Regions from separate parts of the Mus musculus genome. Here regions 1, 2, 3, 4 and 5 are each linked to region 6. The links are chromatin contacts, called in public HiChIP or PLAC-seq and promoter capture Hi-C maps. All regions are on one chromosome and are shown on one strand. Each heading gives the region's core, a stretch centred on a gene start, on an enhancer-like site or on the middle of the called end of the contact. The rest is flanking DNA. Distances are from core to core; before and after follow the strand shown. Region 1 holds the start of Tspan17 (tetraspanin 17). Region 2 holds the start of Pdlim7 (PDZ and LIM domain 7). Region 3 holds the start of B4galt7 (xylosylprotein beta1,4-galactosyltransferase, polypeptide 7 (galactosyltransferase I)). Region 4 holds the start of Unc5a (unc-5 netrin receptor A). Region 5 holds the start of Sncb (synuclein, beta). Region 6 holds the start of Nsd1 (nuclear receptor-binding SET-domain protein 1).

Evidence for each region. HiChIP or PLAC-seq counts read pairs in DNA pulled down with a chosen protein or histone mark. Capture Hi-C pulls out chosen DNA fragments and counts their contacts.
Region 1: a contact with region 6 is called in an H3K4me3 HiChIP or PLAC-seq map of neural tube, with 5 times the contacts expected there. The contact joins the promoter of Tspan17 here to the promoter of Nsd1 in region 6. A contact is called at or near these places in 12 of 39 promoter capture datasets (the 3T3-L1 cell line, the C10 cell line, the HPC-7 cell line and 7 more), 2 of 15 datasets of contacts at CTCF or cohesin (large pre-B cells and pro-B cells), 6 of 484 Hi-C or Micro-C datasets (CD4 T cells, embryonic stem cells, muscle stem cells and 1 more), 17 of 115 datasets of contacts at active chromatin or transcription factors (acute myeloid leukemia, bone marrow-derived macrophages, differentiating embryonic stem cells and 13 more) and 4 of 9 other capture datasets (embryonic stem cells, liver, macrophages and 1 more).
Region 2: a promoter capture Hi-C map of pancreatic islet shows a contact between it and region 6. The contact joins the promoter of Pdlim7 here to the promoter of Nsd1 in region 6. A contact is called at or near these places in 2 of 39 promoter capture datasets (liver and pre-B cells), 5 of 484 Hi-C or Micro-C datasets (embryonic stem cells, neutrophils and uterus), 1 of 115 datasets of contacts at active chromatin or transcription factors (pancreatic cancer cells) and 4 of 9 other capture datasets (adipose tissue, liver, macrophages and 1 more).
Region 3: a promoter capture Hi-C map of liver shows a contact between it and region 6, with 3 times the contacts expected there. The contact joins the promoter of B4galt7 here to the promoter of Nsd1 in region 6. A contact is called at or near these places in 8 of 39 promoter capture datasets (the C10 cell line, erythroid cells, hematopoietic stem and progenitor cells and 4 more), 2 of 484 Hi-C or Micro-C datasets (B cells and CD8 T cells), 3 of 115 datasets of contacts at active chromatin or transcription factors (astrocytes, bone marrow-derived macrophages and microglia) and 3 of 9 other capture datasets (adipose tissue, liver and macrophages).
Region 4: an H3K4me3 HiChIP or PLAC-seq map of embryonic stem cells shows a contact between it and region 6, with 10 read pairs. The contact joins the promoter of Unc5a here to the promoter of Nsd1 in region 6. A contact is called at or near these places in 3 of 39 promoter capture datasets (hippocampal neurons, pre-B cells and stem cell-derived epiblast-like cells), 1 of 484 Hi-C or Micro-C datasets (embryonic stem cells) and 2 of 115 datasets of contacts at active chromatin or transcription factors (embryonic stem cells and large pre-B cells).
Region 5: a contact with region 6 is called in an H3K27ac HiChIP or PLAC-seq map of cardiomyocytes, with 4 times the contacts expected there. The contact joins the promoter of Sncb here to the promoter of Nsd1 in region 6. A contact is called at or near these places in 3 of 39 promoter capture datasets (the C10 cell line, hippocampal neurons and liver) and 14 of 115 datasets of contacts at active chromatin or transcription factors (SST interneurons, VIP interneurons, astrocytes and 11 more).

What each region holds. Positions count from the first base shown.
Region 1 is chr13:54,787,910-54,791,156 of GRCm38.p6, reverse strand. Tspan17 (tetraspanin 17) reads right to left here and starts at 1,752. Exons shown (of 8, transcript NM_028841.3): 1 at 1,476-1,752. The coding sequence starts at 1,562. Eif4e1b (eukaryotic translation initiation factor 4E family member 1B) reads right to left here. Exons shown (of 7, transcript NM_001033269.3): 7 at 2,698-3,247.
Region 2 is chr13:55,512,026-55,515,064 of GRCm38.p6, reverse strand. It overlaps Pdlim7 (PDZ and LIM domain 7), which reads left to right and starts at 1,619. Exons shown (of 13, transcript NM_001114088.2): 1 at 1,619-1,698; 2 at 2,647-2,753. The coding sequence starts at 2,658.
Region 3 is chr13:55,598,591-55,601,972 of GRCm38.p6, reverse strand. B4galt7 (xylosylprotein beta1,4-galactosyltransferase, polypeptide 7 (galactosyltransferase I)) reads right to left here and starts at 2,077. Exons shown (of 6, transcript NM_146045.2): 1 at 1,781-2,077. The coding sequence starts at 1,830.
Region 4 is chr13:54,947,474-54,950,701 of GRCm38.p6, reverse strand. Unc5a (unc-5 netrin receptor A) reads right to left here and starts at 1,291. Exons shown (of 16, transcript NM_153131.4): 1 at 971-1,291. The coding sequence starts at 1,040.
Region 5 is chr13:54,764,706-54,767,917 of GRCm38.p6, reverse strand. It overlaps Sncb (synuclein, beta), which reads left to right and starts at 1,323. Exons shown (of 6, transcript NM_033610.3): 1 at 1,323-1,613; 2 at 2,226-2,355. The coding sequence starts at 2,235.
Region 6 is chr13:55,208,422-55,211,534 of GRCm38.p6, reverse strand. It overlaps Nsd1 (nuclear receptor-binding SET-domain protein 1), which reads right to left and starts at 1,753. Exons shown (of 23, transcript NM_008739.3): 1 at 1,660-1,753.

The DNA of each region.
Region 1 (3,247 bases), core at 503-3,002, 420 kb after region 6:
ATACGTAGAGCTGGACAGAGAGGCACAGACCTATAATCCCACATTTGGGAGATGGGACATCAGGAACCCAAGGTCCCAGATTCCTTCCCATCTCCAGATGCTCTGTCACCTTTTCATACACCTACAGCCAACGAGAACTGATCCAACTCTGCTTTAAAACCCTGCCTGCCCCCATGCCACCCAAGCATAGGACCTTAATGTTCTGTCCATCTTTACTCCCCTGCCCAGGCGCCCCACCCTTGCCCAGGAACAAAGCTGGGACTTTCATCCCCCTACCCCCAGAGTTACTTAGCCTCTCTTCCTTCCCTCCACCCACTGATAATCATGTTTCTCGAGACAAATAATTTAAGCTCTTACCGTCTATTCATTCAGTCCCCTATCTGTAAACTACAGATAATAATAAGGCAGTCGGGAGAATGTGCCTCATCAGAATTCATGTGTTACTAAGCTGGGTGTGATGGCTCACACCTGTAATCCCAGCACCCAAGAAACTCAGACAGGAAAACTGCAGCAAATTGCAAGCCAGAATGGGCTAGAGTGAGACCCTGTCTCAACAACAAAAAACTCTCGTTTAATCTAACAACCCAGAAGGATAAACTCCAATACTGGCTCCTCCAAGGCTGGAAAGCTAAAGCCCAGAGAGCAAAGAGGCTCGCCCAAAAGCCTCTGGACAAGGCCTGCTACACTCAGGCCCTTTGACTTCCAGGCCAGCGCTCCCTGTAGCTGCCCACACCCTACAGAACAGAAGACTGCTGACATCCAAGGACACCCACCACAGGGCAAACCCGACGGCTCGTGGGTGGAGAACAGAGCCGCTGAATCCTGCTGAATGCAAGTGGGAAAGGCCTGGCATAAAGGACAGCAAGCACAGCCCGGCTTTGGCGATAGGATGGGGGAGGGAGAAGAGAAAGATGACTTGGCAGGACCAGGACACAGATGCCACACAGAAGGAAGCCTCTGTTTGTTTGGTCAGCTATGGAATGCTGAATTCTGTTCCCAAGGGACAGTTCCCTGTTCTCAACTGGAGCTCCTCTCCCTGCAGAGGCAGAGGCCTTGGCTTTCCTCTCTCCTAACCTCCTGGCTCACAAGCTTCTGAGCGTCTGTAGGGTAGACTCGGGGCTAGGACCCAGCCTCGCGAACCTCACCGCACCATGCTGGGAGCTGGAGTGGCCGGGAGGCGGGGCGGGGCTGGTCCGCAACTACCGCGCCCCTGCAGTCTTCCGGCAAACGCCGCCCCCTTTTTCGCCCAAACTTGGGGCTGCAAAGAGAGACTCCCAGCACCTCCTGCTGGGACTGGGTCCCGCCCCCCAGCTATCCCAGTAGCTCCCCAGAATAGTTGGGGACGGGGCATCGGGGTGGAGGGGGTGGGGGACAGTCCCTGGTCGCAAGCTCCTGAGACGGGATCTCCCTCACCAGCAACTGAGACTCCCTAACCCCTATCCTCAGCGCAGAGCGAGAAGCGGACTCGCGCTCACCCAGAAGACAATGTTGAAGCCAAACAGGAAGTATTTCCCGCAGCAGCCGACCTCAGGGTCCTGGAATTGCTGGTGCTTGCCGGGCATGGTGAGCGGCCACCTGCCGTCCCGGGAACCCGAGCCGGTGACCGGCCCAGCCCTCTGCGGGCCGCCCAGGCCTGGAGCAGCCCCGGGCCTAGCCCGGTGGCTGCGGCTTCATGGTCAAAGCCACACAGCTCACCGGCTGCCCCGCCCGCTGTGGCACCGCCCACGGCGCTCGGACAGCCACACCCGGAGTGCGGTGCCCTCATCCGACCCCGCCCTCCAACAGCGCTCCGGCCCCGCCCACAGTGTCAGTCCACACCCCGCCCCAGCAAGGCTCGGTCTTCTTGGAGCCCCGCCCACGACCCCGTCCCAGTCAAGTTCAGTCCTCACGGGCCCCGCCCATAACCACGACTCCGCCCCCAGCCGGGCTTAATCCTCTCAGGCTCCGCCCATGCCTAGCCGCTGTCCTCCCGCAGTCCCGCCTACGCCCCGCCCAAGGCTCTGCCCTAGCTAACTTCTGTTCTCGAGCTCCGCCTCTAAACCGGGTCCCGCCTCTGATGAGCCCCAAACCCCGCCTCCAACCGGCCTCAGTCCTCCTGGAGCTCCGCCCTACTCAGCCTCAGTTCTGAGCCACAGTCGGCCTTCTTGGAGCCACGCCCAAGACATCCGTCTTTTTTTTTTTTTTATGGTCCACAGGTCTCACTTCTCCCCAAGACCCTGCCTCTGGGCCAGGCTTTGGCTACACCCCAGTCACACTCAACCCCTTGCAACCCCCACCTCTGAAGAGTCCCCGTCTCCTCTCTAAGTCCGTCCTCCAGTTAGCTTCTCTCAAGTTCCCCAAGTCCTCCAGAGGCCCCAGATGAGCCAACTGGCAAAGCTGGTGAGCCAAGTGTGAATAATTACAGTGGATCTCCAGTCTAAGATTCAAGAACCAGAGGAGTCCACTCCCCAGGGATAAGTGGTTGGGAATAGTGGGACCAATGAACAGTGCCATGCATTCACACACAGTGTAGTTGAATACAAACAGGCTGGCGTGCCATGCCACGCCTGTTCTGTTTTGCCTATTCCTATGGTCGCCCTGTCCCATACCTACTTGACTGCCTTGATACCTGGGATTCACCAGAGTCCTTCTGATGCAAAACAGGACAGAGCAGATGCAGGTTTAGGTACGTCTGATCTTAAATATTTAGATTCCAAGTTTGTTCCAGAAGTGTTTATTTAGATACAGAAAGGGCCTTAAGCATCATCAGCATCAAGTGAATCCCTCCTAACAAGACCACGGTGAAGCCTAACTACCACTGTAATCTCTTCACTCATGAAGGTTTATCCATCCATCATTTCAGCAGGAGGAGACACACAGAATCCATAGGACTGTCTTCAGATGGGAAGGCTGTGCAGGGCATTCCCAGTTCCCAGTCCTACCTGTCTTTACACAAATTCCTCTCTAACCTAGTCCATACTTGAAGGGGGGGGGGAGGAGAGAGGGAGGGAGGGAGAGAGGGAGGGAGGGAGAGAGGGAGGGAGGGAGAGAGGGAGGGAGGGAGGGAGGGAGGCAGGGAGACAGGGAGGGAGGGAGGGAGAGAGGGAGGGAGAGAGGGAGGGAGAGAAGGAAGGAAAGAGGGAGGGAGGGAAAGAGGGAGGGAGGGAAAGAGGGAGGGAGGGAGAACCCAATCACAACTGGTCCAGGGAAGGAACAGGTGTTAGGATGGGTACCCAAGCTACAGATCTGATGAGGGTAACCCCATAAT
Region 2 (3,039 bases), core at 370-2,869, 300 kb before region 6:
AAGCCAAAGGAGAGTAAGGGCTCTTAAGGTGTGAGTTTCATGACCAAATGGCCAAAGACTGGAGGCCGATGAAGTGTTATAGAGGGAAGGAAGCCTTGAAGCTAGAAAGATTGGGATTTTAGATGAGGAAGCTGCTGGGCTTGGTATGATCTCAGCCCTCCGGAGGGAAGAGCTGGAAGATCTGGGAACCCATGCAAGTTCAAGCCAGTCTACCCAAGGAGACCTTATTTTATGCGTATGGGCGTTTTCCCTGCATGCATATGTGCGCTATGTGTGCACCAGATGCCTAGAGAGGTCAGAAGAAGGCGCTGTATCTGGGGGGGTGGGGGTGGGAAGAAGAAGATAGAAATGAAGGAATGGAAAAAGAAAAAACCCCTGATCAACCTGGTGTAGACCAGCATTCCTGTCAGAACAGGATGAAACCTGAAGGCTGCAGCTGACTTAATTGAGGTCATAGAAGACCTGGAGAAAGAGTCAATAGTATAGGGGACGAGGGACAAAGAGGGAAACGTGATGGAGACAGAAGCATAGCAGATAGCTAAAGAGGGTGGTTTTGTTTTTTTGGTTTTTTTTTTTCTTCAGTTTTTCGAGACACGGTTTCTCTGTGTAGCCTTGGCTGTCCTGGAACTCACTACATAGATCAGTCAGTCTGGCCTTGAACTCAGAGACCCACCTGAAGAGGATTTCTTCAAGGATGACAACTCCCATAAGAATTTATGTACTTGGGACAATGATGGGGAAGAGGGGGTGTGATGATGGGGGGGCTGGGCAAGGGGAGGCTGTGCACCTCTCTACTGACTCAAACATTCAGGAGAGCTCAGCTTTTCCTTCTGCCCACCCTTGGCTAAGACCGAGGCTAAAGCAGGGGCTCTGAGAACACTCCGTGGCAGCCCCTTCCATCCCAACCGCATTGGAAGAACTGTGTACTCTGGACTGGGGTTAAATGGGAAACAATCCATTCCAATAGTGGTTCTGGGGGCTCTGGGTGGAAGTCCCATGGCTGTGGACTCTACTTACACCGTCAGACAACAAGTGGCGCTAAGCCCGCCCCCGTTGGCTCTTACTATGTATGTATTTACTTGTTTGTTATATCCTGCAAGCCTTTGGTTGGGTTTGGTGTTGAGGACTGAAACAAGGGCCTCCAGAGAGCTTAGCTACTGAGCTCCACCACTAAGCTACATCCCGAACACCAGGAAGCCTAACTTGAAACTACCCTATCTCGCTTCTCCAGTTCCTAGAGAATCTGAAATCTGATGATGCTGACAATATTGACCTCTAACAGTATCCCTAACAGAAAAGTGTTACCATGCCATTTTCCTCTACAAGAGAATACGGTGAGAGATCAATCAACTCTGGGGTTTCAAACGGATGCTTTCCTCCACTCCGCCAGTGGGAGGCGCAAGGGGCTTGGGCGAGAGCCTGAAGCGGGGCACAGGCTGGGCAGCGACCCGACTGGCGAGGGTAAGTGCCCGATCTCACCTTCCCTCTCCTGGAGACTCAGGGTTTTTTGACTGGGTGGGGCCTCCCACCGACCCCGGGATGTCCACTCGTTTGGCCTGGGGAGGGCGTGGCCTAGGGCTCCGCCCCCTTCCGCGGGCTCAAAAGGCGCGGCGTCCGCGGAGGCGGGGTCAGAGCGCAGCGGCGGATCCCATCGCTGCTCCCGGAGGCTGCCAGGCAGCGGCCCAGGCGGGCACTCAGGTACCGGCGTCCGCGAGGGGGTTCCTGGCCTGCACCCTACGGGGTCCTATGGCCCGCTGAGGCGCTGGGGAGGGCGTGGGTGGTCGTGAAGAGTGCCAGATTCCCTCGGCTGGCTTCGGCCGCAGCCTCCGCCCCCGCCTTCCTGCGGCGAAGTGGGGCTGATTGGCGCCTGCGCCACTGTGTGCGGTGGGGACGCGGCCAAGCGCGGGGCTGGGGCGGGAGACGAAGGGAAACAGAGTCATGTTGGCAAGGGAGCATCGTGCGTGGGTGGCACCACTTTCTCTGGCTTCCAGAAAGGATCCCCTCTCTGGCCGTGCGTAAGGGACACGGCCCCCGTCGCTCTCTACAGGACCAGTACCCCGTTTTTCTTTTCCCCTTTCAGAGACCAGGGGTCCCGCCCTGACCACCAGCAGCCTCGACCTGTCCCAAAATGGCTAGGACCCGCTCCAGCGTCCTCCTTCTCCACCCCTCCCCCTCATATCCCGAGCCCCTAACGTGCTCCCTCCTCGGGCTCTCTACAGTGTCAGCTTACACGCCTTATATAGTCCGAGCAGGCTCCGGCGGCGGCCTGCCTGCCGGGACCCGGGGAAGGAGGGGGAGCTGGCCCCTGACTCACCCCGCCACCCTCCTGAGATTCCAGGTTAGCTTGGGCAAAGCAGTGCCAATTAGCCCCACAGCCAACCCCTGGAAGAGAAAAGCACCTGAGCTCGGAGAGGCCTCTCCAGGCCCTCCCGGTGGCAGGGGGCAGGGTGGGGAACCACCTTGTCTGTTGTCTGTGAGAGGTCGGCCTGCCAGGAGCCCAGCCAAGCCAGCTGAGATACCTGCCTCCCAGTGCCTGTGTGTGTTGAGCGTCCGCCCGTGCCTTCTTGGTGCCTGGCCAACGCTAGTGCCCAGATCTGGACCTGCCTGCCAATTTGCATTGCAGACACTTTCTCTTCTTCCTCACAGGAGCAGGCACGATGGATTCCTTCAAGGTGGTGCTGGAAGGGCCAGCCCCTTGGGGCTTCCGTCTGCAAGGGGGCAAGGACTTCAATGTGCCCCTCTCTATCTCTCGGGTGAGCCTAGGTGGGGGAACAAACTCCCCAAGGGTTCTTGGGTGCTCAGGTTTCCAGAGGATCATGGGAGGAAACAGCAGGAGCAAGCCAGGACCAATAAGGCAGGAGTATCCAGGTCCAAATGGACACTTAACTACCAGGACTCCCAACTAGGTGGAGAGTAGAGAGGCACTCCCAACTTCCCTACTTTGACATGGTATTTGATGCTCTCCCACCAAGCCATCTGTGAGTGACAAGGGGGAGCCTGTTCCTTCGGTATTGGAGGCTGATGTCTCCAAGAAGTATC
Region 3 (3,382 bases), core at 828-3,327, 390 kb before region 6:
AACCCTGTCTCGAAAAACAAAAAACAAACAAACAAAAAGAACGTGTGCCCAAGGACACTCTCACTCTTTGCTCTAAAAGCCAAAACCACTGAGGGTCCCAATTTTATCAGTAAAAGTGATGATACTGAACACAGACAACAGAGGCTGCTGGTGCCACCTGGTGGTCATCTTCAGAACTGCAGTACTGGCTGCTCCCACACTCAGGTTCTCAGGGATGATTTAGAAAAGGGATGGTCTCCTTTACCTAAAGCTAGTTAGGGGTGCTTCAAACCCAAGTAAGCTCGCACTAGAGCTACCACCCAGTTACTACACTATTTTATATATGTCCCATGAATCTTTGCCACTGTGTCAAAAGCACTGAATGGACATCAATCTATTTTTCTGAGAACACAATAACAGAAAATGATCAGAAGATGGCAATTCTCCTCTATAAACTATCTTCACCATTCTTCAATGAGCCCTTACAAGTAGATATTATGATATTCATTTCAGAGATGGAAAACCGAGGTCAGAAAAATTAAGTGGTCTATTTCTGGCCACCATGGACCATGCTTCTACTATATTACTGTCACCTTTTAACACCAAATCTGAAAAAAAAAAAGAAAAGAAAAAGAAAAAGAAACAAACACCCCAAAAGTGTGTCCACTAAATTCTAGAGCCTTACAATATCTAACAAATGTGTCATTCATTAAGTGAATATACACTAACGTGTTGGGGGAAAGAAAATGGGGGCCCCCAACCATAAATTACATTGTTCCTCCATACCTGTGACTTTGTTATTGTTATGGATCATAATATAAATATCTGATGTATGCAACCCATGGGGGGGCGCGACCCACAGGTTGAGAACCACTGGACTAGCCCAAGGTCCAAACAAAAAGATGCTTCAAGCCTAAAAGTGTAATGCCCCATAAATCTAGGCAGGAAAATCACCTCCGCCATTCTGTTTCAGTGAGAAATATCTTAAACTCGGGTATGAGCCAGACTCACACCTAACACTTAAAGCAGACCCCCACACAAGTACAGCAGCACAGGAAATGAACTACTGGGTGTGTCTAGTATAAGACAGGCAATGGCTAACCAACCAGGAAGAGAACACAGGAAGCTCTGTCTGGTGTGATCTTCCCGGCCAACCGCAAAGTATGAGAGGGCATGAAGGCGAAGGATAGGATTTGAAGTCACATGGATATGACGGGGCAGACAGAAAATAAATAAATAAATAAATAAAGACCTTCAGCGCCACAACACAGAGAGATCCGCTGTAAGAAACGAACAGAATCATCTGCTACATGAAAACAGACAGACAAACACACAAAGGCACAGGAGAAAGAGTGGTTCTCAGCCTTCCTACTGCTGCAGCCCTTTTATACAACTCCTCACGGTTGTGGTGGTCCCCAACCATAAATGTCGTCGTTATTCCACATTTGTGGTTTTGTTATTGTTATGAATCGTAACATAAATGTCTGATATATGCAACCCAAGGGGGCCGCGACCCACAGGTTGAGAGCCACTGGACTAGTTCGCGGTCCAAACAAAAAGATCAATGGAGAGAGCAAGGCAGAGACCCAGACACAGGGACGCGCAGAATAGAAGCTAGTAGGAAAAGAGAGCCGTGCAGACAATACCAATGACGTTCCCCCCACCCCCAGAGAACCACAAACACTCAGGGTGACCCCCAGAAACCCAGATGCGACAGCGTAGGGCTGCTAAGATTTGCAGGAGGTCGAGAAAAGGAATGGCACCCAGGGGGACGCGGCTCCTGCCCGTTGCGGCCGCTCACCTGCCATCCTCCCAGGGCAGCTGCGCCGCTTTCCTCCGGGAGGGCAACATCGTGGCGGGACACAGCAGGACATGGGGCTCTGGCTCAAAGCCCCGCTGCCCGGCCTGCCCAGCCTACGCGGCGTCTCCGCCCCCGCCCCGCCCCCCGGTCCGCCGAGTCCGTCCCTCCGGTTGGGCCGGCTGCACCTCAGAGCCACAGCTTATAAGGTTCTGCTGTCTGGAGAACCGATGGCGGGACCTAGCTAGGTTCTCACTACATACAAGGGCCCACTGGATGTCACAAGAAAGGGAGTTCCCTCCCATCACCCAAGTCAAAGGCGACCAAACAAGCTAGAGACTAGCTGGAACTAGACGTGTACTGCATAACAGAACGTCTGGGATAAGGTACATCTTCCTCCTTTTTCCCCCAAGTGAAGGCTGGTATCATCGCAGCATTCCTACGGTCAGCCCAGCAGAGAAAGCACGTACTCTTGGAGCATAAGATCCAGTTCAGAATTCGGAGCTGATCTCGGAAGACTGATTGTGCTTCAAACACTGCTCTGATAATTTAACAACGCTGAGGCGAGTCGATTTCTCTGTGACGGTTTCATCACTTGGGTTATATAAATTGTTCGTATTCTGTGTGGTCATTGTAGGAAACGAAAACCCATTTGGTGCAGTGCTTGGCACAGTCACACTATATAAATGCTGTCGTCCGATTTGAGAACCTAAGGAATGAATAGGAGACTGAGCCGCCTCTTTGCCTGTGTGAATTTATCTACTCTCTTCCCCTCTTCCCCACCTGGGAAAAGAGAGGCAGTTACTAGACTTCATGTCTGTTCTTTCAGGCAAAATTTAATATTCTAATAAGTACCTAACATTTATTAAGTTTTACTTTGTGCTACTCATTTTTTTTTAAGATTTAGTTATTATATGTAAGTACACTGTAGCTGACTTCAGACAGTCCAGGAGAGGGCATCAGATCTCATTACGGATGGTTGTCAGCCCGTGAGCCACCATGTGGTTGCTGAGATTTGAACTCAGGACCTCTGGAAGAGCATCGAGCCATCTCTCCAGCTCCTGTTCTAAGTTCTTTATGGCTGTGCTTTTATTCAGTCTTTATGAATAGGTATTATTTCCATTGTGAAGATGAAAGGACCAAGGCACAGGCAGGTCATTGGTTTGTGTGCACAATCTTTCCAGCCACAATCCATGATCTCCAATTTCAAGTGCATTGTTTCAAGGTAGATCTTCACTATTGGTTAAGTTAATTGTTCTTAACTTTCTTTCCCCTCTTAAACCCTAACAAACACAACTCAATGATTTGCTCTGTGGCTCACCTAGGGCTCTGCATCCCACACCAGAAACTTACCAAGTCAACCATAGATGGGGCAGACCTTTTTTTTTTTTTTAATTTTCTTTTAAGATTTATTTTATATATGTGAGTACACTGTCACTCTCTTCAGACACATCAGAAGGCATCGGATGCCCATTACAGACGGTTGTGAGACACCATGTGGTTGCTGGGAATTGAACTCAGGACCTCTGGAAGATCAGTCAGTGCTCTTAACCACTGAGTCATCTCTCCAGCCTGATGTGGCAGATCTTAAAGGCAGGATTGACC
Region 4 (3,228 bases), core at 42-2,541, 260 kb after region 6:
CCCTTCCCAATACCCAGAAGCTCAGCACTGCCAAATCCTTAGGGGCCAGGAGATTAGGGACCCCCACAGCTCGGTCTAGGTGCGGGCTTTGGGAGATTAGACAAAACCTCCCCCCCCCCCCAGGCCTCTCACGCAAGGAGGTGGGCTAAAAGGCTAGGTTATGAAGGGGCTGGTTAGGGTGGCCAACAAGACACGCGGGGAGACTGCAGGGCTGTGGAGTTTCTGAGAGGTTCTCAGAGCCCGCCAACCAACAGCCAACAGCAAACAACTCCCCTTCGCCCTCCTCTTCCCCCCTCCCACCTCCAGCAGCGAGGCCAGGAACCACAGGCCACCACAGGGGCCCCAGTGCTTTGACTACCGGCTGCAAGAGCTGAGGGCTGTTGGATGCCTCCACGCCTGAGTGTGTGCGTGTGCAAGCCTGTGTGTGGTGGGGACAGAGGAGGACACTATGTTCTAGACGTGGGCACAGGCCAGGTGCCAAGCTAGAAATTGTGAGTGGCTGTTTGGGGCAGTCCTACCTGGAAGAGCTGTCTTACCCCCCCCCCCCCCCACACACACACCCCATTTTCTGAGCACTAGCATATGGCCTTGAGTCCTTCAAGTCTTGTCTTTTTGTCTTTCCTGGATTATTTCAAACTGCCGTCGCGCTCCCCCCCCCCCCCCATCATTCTCCCGGGCCCGTGAAACCAGCAAAAACTTCCCCCACCCGGAGGCGTGGGGCGTCTACACTCGCCAGCCCCGTGCGCTGACAGCTGTTCTGGACTTGGCAGAAGCAAGGCTTCCGGGAGAGCGCACCAGGAAGCTGCGCAGCAGCGAGTGGCGGCCCCCGCGTCCTGCCCAGCAAAGTTTGGCCTCCGGGGGCTCCCAGACGGGTCGGCCGCGCAGGTCACGGCCACCTCCTCCCCAGAGCTAAGCGTTCGCGCGCACGGTCCCCCGCAAGCCTCCCCAGAGCGCGCGCGGCGTGACTCACCCGAACCACGAAGCCAGGCAGTGAGGACTATGCCCAGGAGCGCTGGCCACAGGCCGGGCCGGACGGCCATGGCCGCGGGCGGACGAGCGGGCTGGACTAGGGGCCCCGCGGGCGGGAGAGAGGCTGTCAGCGCCTCAGCCGAGAGCCCCACCTCGGGGCGCCCCCGGGGCCCATGCCAGAGGACAGCGCTGCCTCCGGGCGGCCGGCTGCGGGGCGCACGCGGCGCGTGGCTCCCCTGGGCACCCGGAGCGCAGCAATGCAGCCGGGGCGGAGCGCAGCGCCAGCCGCGCCGCGCACCGAGCCAGCCGCCGCGCGGAGCCCGCAGCCGGGGAGCGGGCCGGCGGGCGCCGCAAAATCCGGACTGGAGCGGCGGAGCGGGGCGGAGGCGGGGCGGGGCGGGGGAGGAGGGGCCGGGCGGCGCTGCGAGCGCGGGCCACCCCCTGCACCGGGGATCCCTTCGGGCAACGCCTGAGGCTCCCCCAGGGAGGAGCTGGGGTAGTGGGCGGGGAGGCCTCCCACCACCCCTCTCAGTCTCCAGGGACAGAGACAGGACTCTGGATCCCGGAGTGGATTGCTTTTCCGGATCTGGCATCACCCTGGTCCGCCAGTCGGCGCACAGGTGGCCCGGGAGGGGCCCCGGGCTGCGGCGACCCCGGCGCAGCGCCAGCCTGCGGAGAGCAGCTCGACTCTGGAGTGCCCCAGGCAGGTTCCGCTGCAGTCCCTGCTTGCACCCCTGCCTCCGGGCTGCGCTCCGAGATCGTCAGCGCGCCGTGGTAGGCAGCTGGCGGGCGGCTTGGATGGGGGACTGCAGGAGAGGTCCCGGGGCCCAGCCGGCGCGCAGGAGCCGCCAGGCCCCCACCGTCTCACCATCCGCCTCCCCAAGACAGCCTGGTGGGCTTCAGGGGCAAGCGTAGCAGCGTGGCCCCAGGCTTTCTTAATCCCTCCACGCCGCTGGCCCAAAGGAAACAACCTTAGGGCGCAGCGCAGCCTGTAAGGAGCGTCGTGTTGTTTGCGCCCCGAGCGCGCGCGGCGCTGGAGACGTGGGCGTGATGCAGGAACCAGAAGGGTTTTGGGAGCTACAAACTCCTGGGGTAGAATAGAAGTGTCACATTCTTCTGGCTCTGTGACCTTGGGCAAGTCACGGGGCGTCTCTGGATCCCAGCAGAATGACCGCTGGAGGATCTCCTATTCCCCACCCCCATTCCCTAAGCTGGTTAAAATAAACAGAAGGCTGCCCTAGAGAAGGAAAATAAACGCTCTCGGTGTGCACAGGGCGAGGGATCTGAAAGAGAGGGTCCCACTTCTGGCCAGGAGGAGAATGAGAAGGGTGAAGACGGTCACACACTCAAACGCCTCCAGCGCCGATCGATAATATAAATTGGTGCTGCAGGCCAGATGATATAAGAATGGTCTTGGCTTCCACAAAGAGATATGAGCTCTCCTATATTTCTTGAGACACGAGGCCCTCTCTCGGTCTGTCTTTTGTTTCCCACTTTTTATAGAGAAGGTTATGAAAAATGTTTTGCTTTATTCTGCTCTCTTGTATATGTGTATATCTGCATATGTATATGTGTGTGTGTGTGTGTGTGTGTTTCTATTCACAACCAAAGCTCCAGATGTGAATGTACAGATTTTGGGCCTCAGGGCCAGACAGGCAGGGAGACAGGGCACAGGGTCATATCGAAATGGCTCTCTTGTTCTAGGTGCCTGTTGGGAGGGGAGGAGCCAATTGGTTTTGTTTACCAATTTTCAATAGAAGCTGTTGTCTGGGAAAATAATTTTTTTAAAGATGTGTGTGTGTGTGCACGTGTGTGTGCGTGTGCATGTGAGTGCGTTGCATAGTGCCTGTGTGGAAGTCAGAAAACAGCTTGTCATTTCTCTCCTTATGTGAGATTCGGGGATGAAAGCCAGGTTGTAAGGCTTGATAGCAAACCCCATTATTCACTGAGGCATCTTGGTGGCCCTAAAATTGATTTTTAATACATGTGTGTATTTATAACCTCTTTTACCCAGATGATCATACTCCCCAACTTCAGCTTTTTAGACAAACACATTAGAGAGTAGAGCTGATCTACAGGCTGCTCCAGTGTGTGTGTGTGTGTGTGTATGTGTATGTTTTGTATGTGGTGTGAGTGTGTGTGGTGTGTGTGTGAGAGCAGTTGTTGTATGCCCAGGCTATTCTCCTGTATTCTATTAATACCCCTACAGTGCTCTCCTGGATCTGAATTTGGGTTCACAGTGTGGAAGAAATGTTGAAG
Region 5 (3,212 bases), core at 74-2,573, 440 kb after region 6:
AACCACACCATCACACTGTGCCACTGGGTGGATGTGCTATAAGGAAGTAACCAGATCTCTAAGAGGACGTTTAGAGCATTGTCAGTGTTTCCTACAGTGACTGTCCCGGCCCACGTGTAAGTGTGCACACGCAAGAATAGAGATCCGCAGGGTGAGTTCCTGGAAGGGGCACTGCTGATCCAAAAGGAGCATGCATTTATAGTCCTAGGAAACACTGCCAAACTGGCCTTCTTAAAGCCTCTGCCAACTTACAGCCCTACCACAGCCATGAGCATCCCCCCCCCCCCCGTGCCCTACTGTCTGCTGTTGGCACACCTCATCTCTCAAACGCCCAGACCAGCACTTCTGCCACCACTGCCCTCATCTGTGTTATATATCGTTAGCTTAAAACGCTCTTCTGATCTTGTTCCCGAGGGAAAACCTTACCCACCCCACGAGCCCCAAACTAAGTGCCACTTCCTTTTTACTTCTTTCCCTGACTCCCTGAGCTCACAGGGTCCCTTTCATCTGGGATGCCACACCTGCTTGGGTATAATTCTTTTATAGAACTGACTGAGGTCCTGCCGTGCATCTGGAATGCCCTCCCATAACCATAAACCATATGCTCTTGTCTGGGTCTTGAGCAGGTTGCACTGCATCCTGACTGCCCGTCAGCATGGTGGTGCCTCCCAGCCTTTGCCCTTGAGGGTCTGGTTCTGTGGATCTCACCCCCACCTGTCTAGGCCTACCTTGTTGCTTCTCCCGGATCTGTCTATTCCAAGTCGTTTCTTGGAAGAGGCCTTTGCTGTCTACCTACTTTGCCTCAAGTCCATTTCTTACATCAGCATTTCTCTGTCTTCCTATCTACTCTCACAGGCTGAAGTAACCCTGTATGATTCAAGTGTGGATACATTGATTTTGTTTCCTGCCTCTTGTCTCTGCACAGCCATGAGCGCGTCTTCCTGAGATACGAACCCTGCTTTTCTTTAGCACTGTTTCCACCCAACCTGCACCACCCATCCAAGCGGTGCCTAGAAGGGCATTGACTCCCTCCATTGGTTCTACAGAAGAGGAACCTTGCGTTTCAAAAGGTGAGGTAGGTAGTTCAAGATCCCACAGCTACTAACAAACGCAGCTAGGATTGGAATCGCTCTGAACTTCCAAGCCAACCGCATAATTTCTACACCAGTCCTCTCTCGCCGCATTGCCACCTCCCACCATCCTCAAAGACTACTCTTCTCCAGCACTAGGGTCCCCGGCTGCACGTCAGAGGCCCTCCCCTGGAGGCTCGCCTGCTCTGGGGAGATGTCACCCTCCCCGCCCCCTGTCAGTCAGGCGGAGGGGGCGGCGCGGCCACCAGGGGGGAGTGCTGAGCTCAGAGCTGCCGCAGCGCCGGAGCAGGAGCCGGAGCGGAGCCGGAGCGCGCGAGTAGCATCCTTGGTGGCAGAGCACCCAAGGCCAGAGCACTGCTGCACTCCAGCTCAGGAAAGGTGACTCAAGAGCCTGACCACGGCAGGACACCACTGGCCCCGAGTCCATCCATACCCAGCGTAGCCCAGCCCCGCGCATCTGCTCGCAGTAGCAGCCGCTGCCGCCACCACAGCTCCATCCCCCAGCCCGGCCCCGAAACCCAGGTGAGGCTCCGGAAAGAGCACCGAACTGGGGATCCAGGGGGATCTGGGGTAAGATGAGGAGCGGGATGGAGACTGCCCTGGGAGAAACGTGGGCACAGAAAAGGAAAGCGCTAAGCGGGCGCGGGCAGGTGCACTGCAGGATGCGCGTCTGTCCTCTCTGATTGCTACAGTCTGGGTGGACGTGCGGACGTGCGTCCGTGCCCGTGTGCCGGAGTGTCCATGCGCTTCTAAACGCCCCGTGTTCTGTGTGTGTGCACGTGAGCATGTCCATGGTGTGTGTTTGTATGCAGACCGTGTGACTGTTGTGTGTACAGACAGGCCCCGGTGTTCGCGCCGAGCCTAGCTTCCGGTTCTGCGGGCCTGCAGGTTGCAGATCTCCGGATAACTGAGGTGCTGGCCCCTCCCCGCATCCCGGGGTTTCAAGGACGCTAGGACTCGCCGCAGCATAGCTCTGAGGCCTAGACCTGGGAAGTAGAGAGGGTAGGAGGGGGCTCCCGGCCCAGAAGCGCGCCAAGTCTGAGGAAGGGAGGGAGGGGGCACCAGGTCCCCTGGGAGGGCCCGAGTGAGGGTGCAGAGCCAGCGCCCCGGCACTTGTGTGTTCGCCCTCCCCAGGCCGCCAGGATGGACGTGTTCATGAAGGGCCTGTCCATGGCCAAGGAGGGCGTTGTGGCTGCAGCTGAGAAAACCAAGCAGGGGGTCACCGAGGCAGCAGAGAAGACCAAGGAAGGCGTCCTCTATGTCGGTGGGCAAGGGGCTGCAGGGCTGGGTATCTCCTGAGGGTACCAGAAAGGGTCCTCAGAGTGATTGAGGGGTCTGGGCATGAGAATATGAGTCAGCAGATGGGCGAGGTCAGTAGGGGTCACTGGGGACACAGCCAGTCCATGGAATTGGGAGGTGGGGATGGGATGGGAGCTGGTGGAGATGATGTTCAAATGAAAAACCAGGGACCAAGGTGTTGAGCTCTCCAGAGTTTCCTTTTTCTTACCCCGTCATCACTATTAATAGTGACCTGGTGGGGAACCTTTACCTGAGGCCAAGAGCAATGAAATGCTATAGCATCTAACATTCCTGGGCTAGTCTACAGATCAGCGACTCTGGGGCCCTCTGTTAACCACTCTGCCCAAGGTCACACAGCTGGTAAAGCCAGAAGCCCGGGTATAAATCCCGCTGGAAAGCCCCACTTTCCTGGTTATTGGCGGGCTCTCTCCAGCTACCAGCCCCCGCCCCCCCCCCCCACACACACACAGCCTGTGGTTTTACCTTGGCAGTCTCTCCAGTTCATCGTCCCAGCAGCTGCCAGCTGGTATCAGGACAAAGGTCGGGAGGTTAATATCTCTCACCCAAAGTGTGAAAGGGGAGTTTGTAAGGGTTATTTGCATAATGAGAGAAAAGGGCTGGAAATGGAAGTTCACCCCTTGTTTCAGGGCTCAGATCATAGGTTAGGGCTTGCTCTTGTGGAAAAGAGCTGGATGTTTTGTCCAAGGTCATTTGCAGGCTTGGATTGTGACCATTAAAAGCATACTGTGTCTCGAGCGAGCGTTGTGTGGATGCCGAGAGAACAACGGAGCTGTGATCTCCTCACGGCAAGGCGCAGCATTT
Region 6 (3,113 bases), core at 504-3,003:
GGGCGAGCGAGCGGCCGGGTCGGGCGGCCCAATCAGCGGAGCTGCTGCTGCCGCCCCCTCCCCTCCCTTCCCCCTGGGCGCTAGCTCAGGGCCCCGGGCCTACGGGTCGGCCCAGCTGCCCGGGCGGGGCCTGAGGCGGACTCCCCTGGGGGGCCTCGCGCGCCTCCCCAGAGTGTCGGGGCCTGCGGGCGTCGTGGGTGGCATGACGATCCTTTCACCTACCTCGGGGCGCCGCGCCAGCCCCTGGTTGCACACGGCTAACTGCACCCCAGTCATCCTGAACCCCAACCCCGGAGCCACCATGGTGCCTGGCTGAGGCCTGGCCCGCCGGCCTTGCTCTCAGGCCCGCGTCAGCCCCGGCCTCCATCTTAGGTTCCAGCCCGGGCTCCCCATCCACTGGGCACCTGCCCTCAGCCCCGCTGGTTTCGACCCGAGGCCGAGGCTACCCCCGTCTCGCTGTAGGGCTCACCTGGGGGGTTTGGCATGGGGGTCTTCGAGGCCCCAGGCCCCGAGCAGACGTGGCCGCAGGGGAACCCCCTTGCCCAGCCGCACCCCAAACCCACACCACCACCACCACTACAGACCAAGCTGAACAGGAAACAAAATGGAGGCAGCAGCAGCTCGGGTCTGCCTCCCCGAGCCAAGCCTCTACAGCCCTGGGACTCCCTTTCGGCCGCAGGCTCGACGCCCGCGAGGCAGGGGATTGGCTCCTCCCGGGAGCCTGGGGCAGCCGCCCTGGAGCAGCGCGTGCGGGCGGGCCGGGGACTCGGCCCTGCGGTCCCCACGGCCCCTCACCCACCACCCCTTCCCTTCCCTCTCCCTCCCCAGGCCGGGCCGTGCGGGGTGAGCGGCTCCGGGGAGCAGGGTCGGGTGACCCGCCCCGGGGTACTGGCCGCAGGACCGTGGCCTCAACCCGGGCCTGAGGCCGAGAGACCCCGCAGCCCTGAGCCCACGCCCCACACCCCGGCCTCTGGGACACAGCCTAACGGCGCGCCCGCACCTCGGCCTGTCGCCGTGCAGCCCCCGCCCAGCGAGGCCGAGCCCCCGGTCCAGACCCCGCGGGGACGAAGCTCCTCGGTCACCCTCGGGCCCAGGGGTCTTCGCTGCCCCGGGCGGGGCGAGGGGAGCTCGGGGGGAGGGGTCCACTAATCCCTGCACCGCCTCCAGCGCCTAGTGTGGGTCTGGGTCTGGGCCTGGCACGGCGGCCCCGGGGCTGCGGGCGCTGGCGGCCTTGGAGAGGTGCGGGCGCGCGGGGCCGGGGGCCGGGAGGGGCAGCGCCTCGCACCGCGGACGCTGCAGTTCTCCACACCCAGGCAGATGGCCCTCTCGAGCGCGCTTCGCCCCTGAGGCCCAGGCATCGGGACCCCTGCGCGACTGCACAGGGACGGCCGACAGGCTGGACGGGCTGGCCAAGCATGAAAGGCGCAAACCCCCGGCCTAGGAAGGCTCTGCGTTAGGAGGACGGGGTCCTGCTGGCGCGCACTTAGCACCAGGACCCCGCCGCCCTGACCTCGTAGGGCTGTAGCGCGTCCATTCCTCAAAGACAGTGGAAGGTCAGGGACTGGACCAGGCCTGGTCCAGCCACTCCAGTCCCCTGAGGCACTTCTCCCTTCCCGGACCCTGCTGCTTCCTGGGTTTGCTTCACCGCAAGAAGCTCACCTCAGGCATGACTTGGTCCCTAGAGCGTTAAGCGCATCCTTGTTGTTGAGAGAAAGCCATATTGGACGGCCCCGAGAATTCCCGCCTCTTCCAGAAAGCCTTCGGTGATTTGGAGTTCATTTTAAAGCCGAGGGCGCCGCCCTCGATGGCCACGTGACCACCATTCCTCCAGAGGCTTAGTAAATGTGCATAGTTATTGCCCCAGTAGAGTGTTTACCGAGGGCCCTCTGGTAACTAGACCCCCACCTGGGAGAACAGGCACTTTTGGCGTTCCCCTGCCAAGTATCTGTACCGGTTGGGGATCTGCAATGGTTGGGCCAAACTCCATCCTTCCCTGCCCTTCACCTCGTGACTGTGTCCAGCAAGCAGCGGCTTAGGATGCTTCCAGCTGCTTGCTGTCCAAGACCCACAGTCCATTAAAGGAGGCTCAGAGCTAAGCCTTCAGCATACCATCAGTAATGCTGGAGCCCTGGCCCTGCCAAGAGGGCAAGTGGGTTTCCTGAGAGAAGGTGCCCGGCGGAAGCAAGAGTGAAGAGGCTACTGTGACCTCAGGTCCCTCGGGTTAGTTTAAAGGAGTTTCCAGATGCAAAGTTGACTGGCATCTTTCCCTGCGCTAAAACTAGCCGGAAAAAAACTGGGGCCCTCTCCCATGGAGACCCGGTCTTTTGTTCTACGAAGGAATAACTCCTGCTAACACCTTCGGGCAATTCAATAGGAAAGCTCTCACTGGATCCTTTTTCACAAGTAATCATTTGAGCCTGTCATTTCTAACTGGCAGTTACCCCAATGCTAATCACTCCACAGCCCTTCCCAGTGCCTAGCCATTTTGAGGTACTTGGAACTGCCACTGGAGGGCCTTGAAGAAGTTATCTTTCAGTCCCAAACCTCTGTTTCCTCATCTGTGGCCTCCAAGACACAGGCATCTGGGAGGATCCTGAAACAGGCTAACACTCTGTCCTTAACAATTACAGACATATTTGACAAATACTGAAATGTAACTCATTGCTTCCTTCAGCAACCGTTTCCTGCAGTCTAGGCAATGCACCAGGCTCTGGGGAAGCAAAATGGGAGCTAGTGTGCCAGGCAACCTGTGGCCTCAGGGAAAAAAGGGTACCGAGAGAGACTAGCTGATGTAAGCACATTACTGCTCTGCAGGACCCTCTCCTTAACCTCCTACCTCCCCCTCACCCCCATTCAGGATGACCTAGTTACTGACAGAAACAAGACTGAGACCCCAGGGAAATATCAGACTTCCCTAGGTAACCCCTGGGGGTCCTCCCTTCCTCCTACTATAAAACTGTCTACCACAGTGACACAACCAGAGTGCTTATGGAGCTGAGCTTCTATATTCAGAAGGATACTGAATCCTCAAGTGAGACGGGGCTGCTTTCCTGTAGGATTGGGTTCTGGGGTGTAGACCTAGCTCTTCTCTACTGATTATAACTCAAGAATCT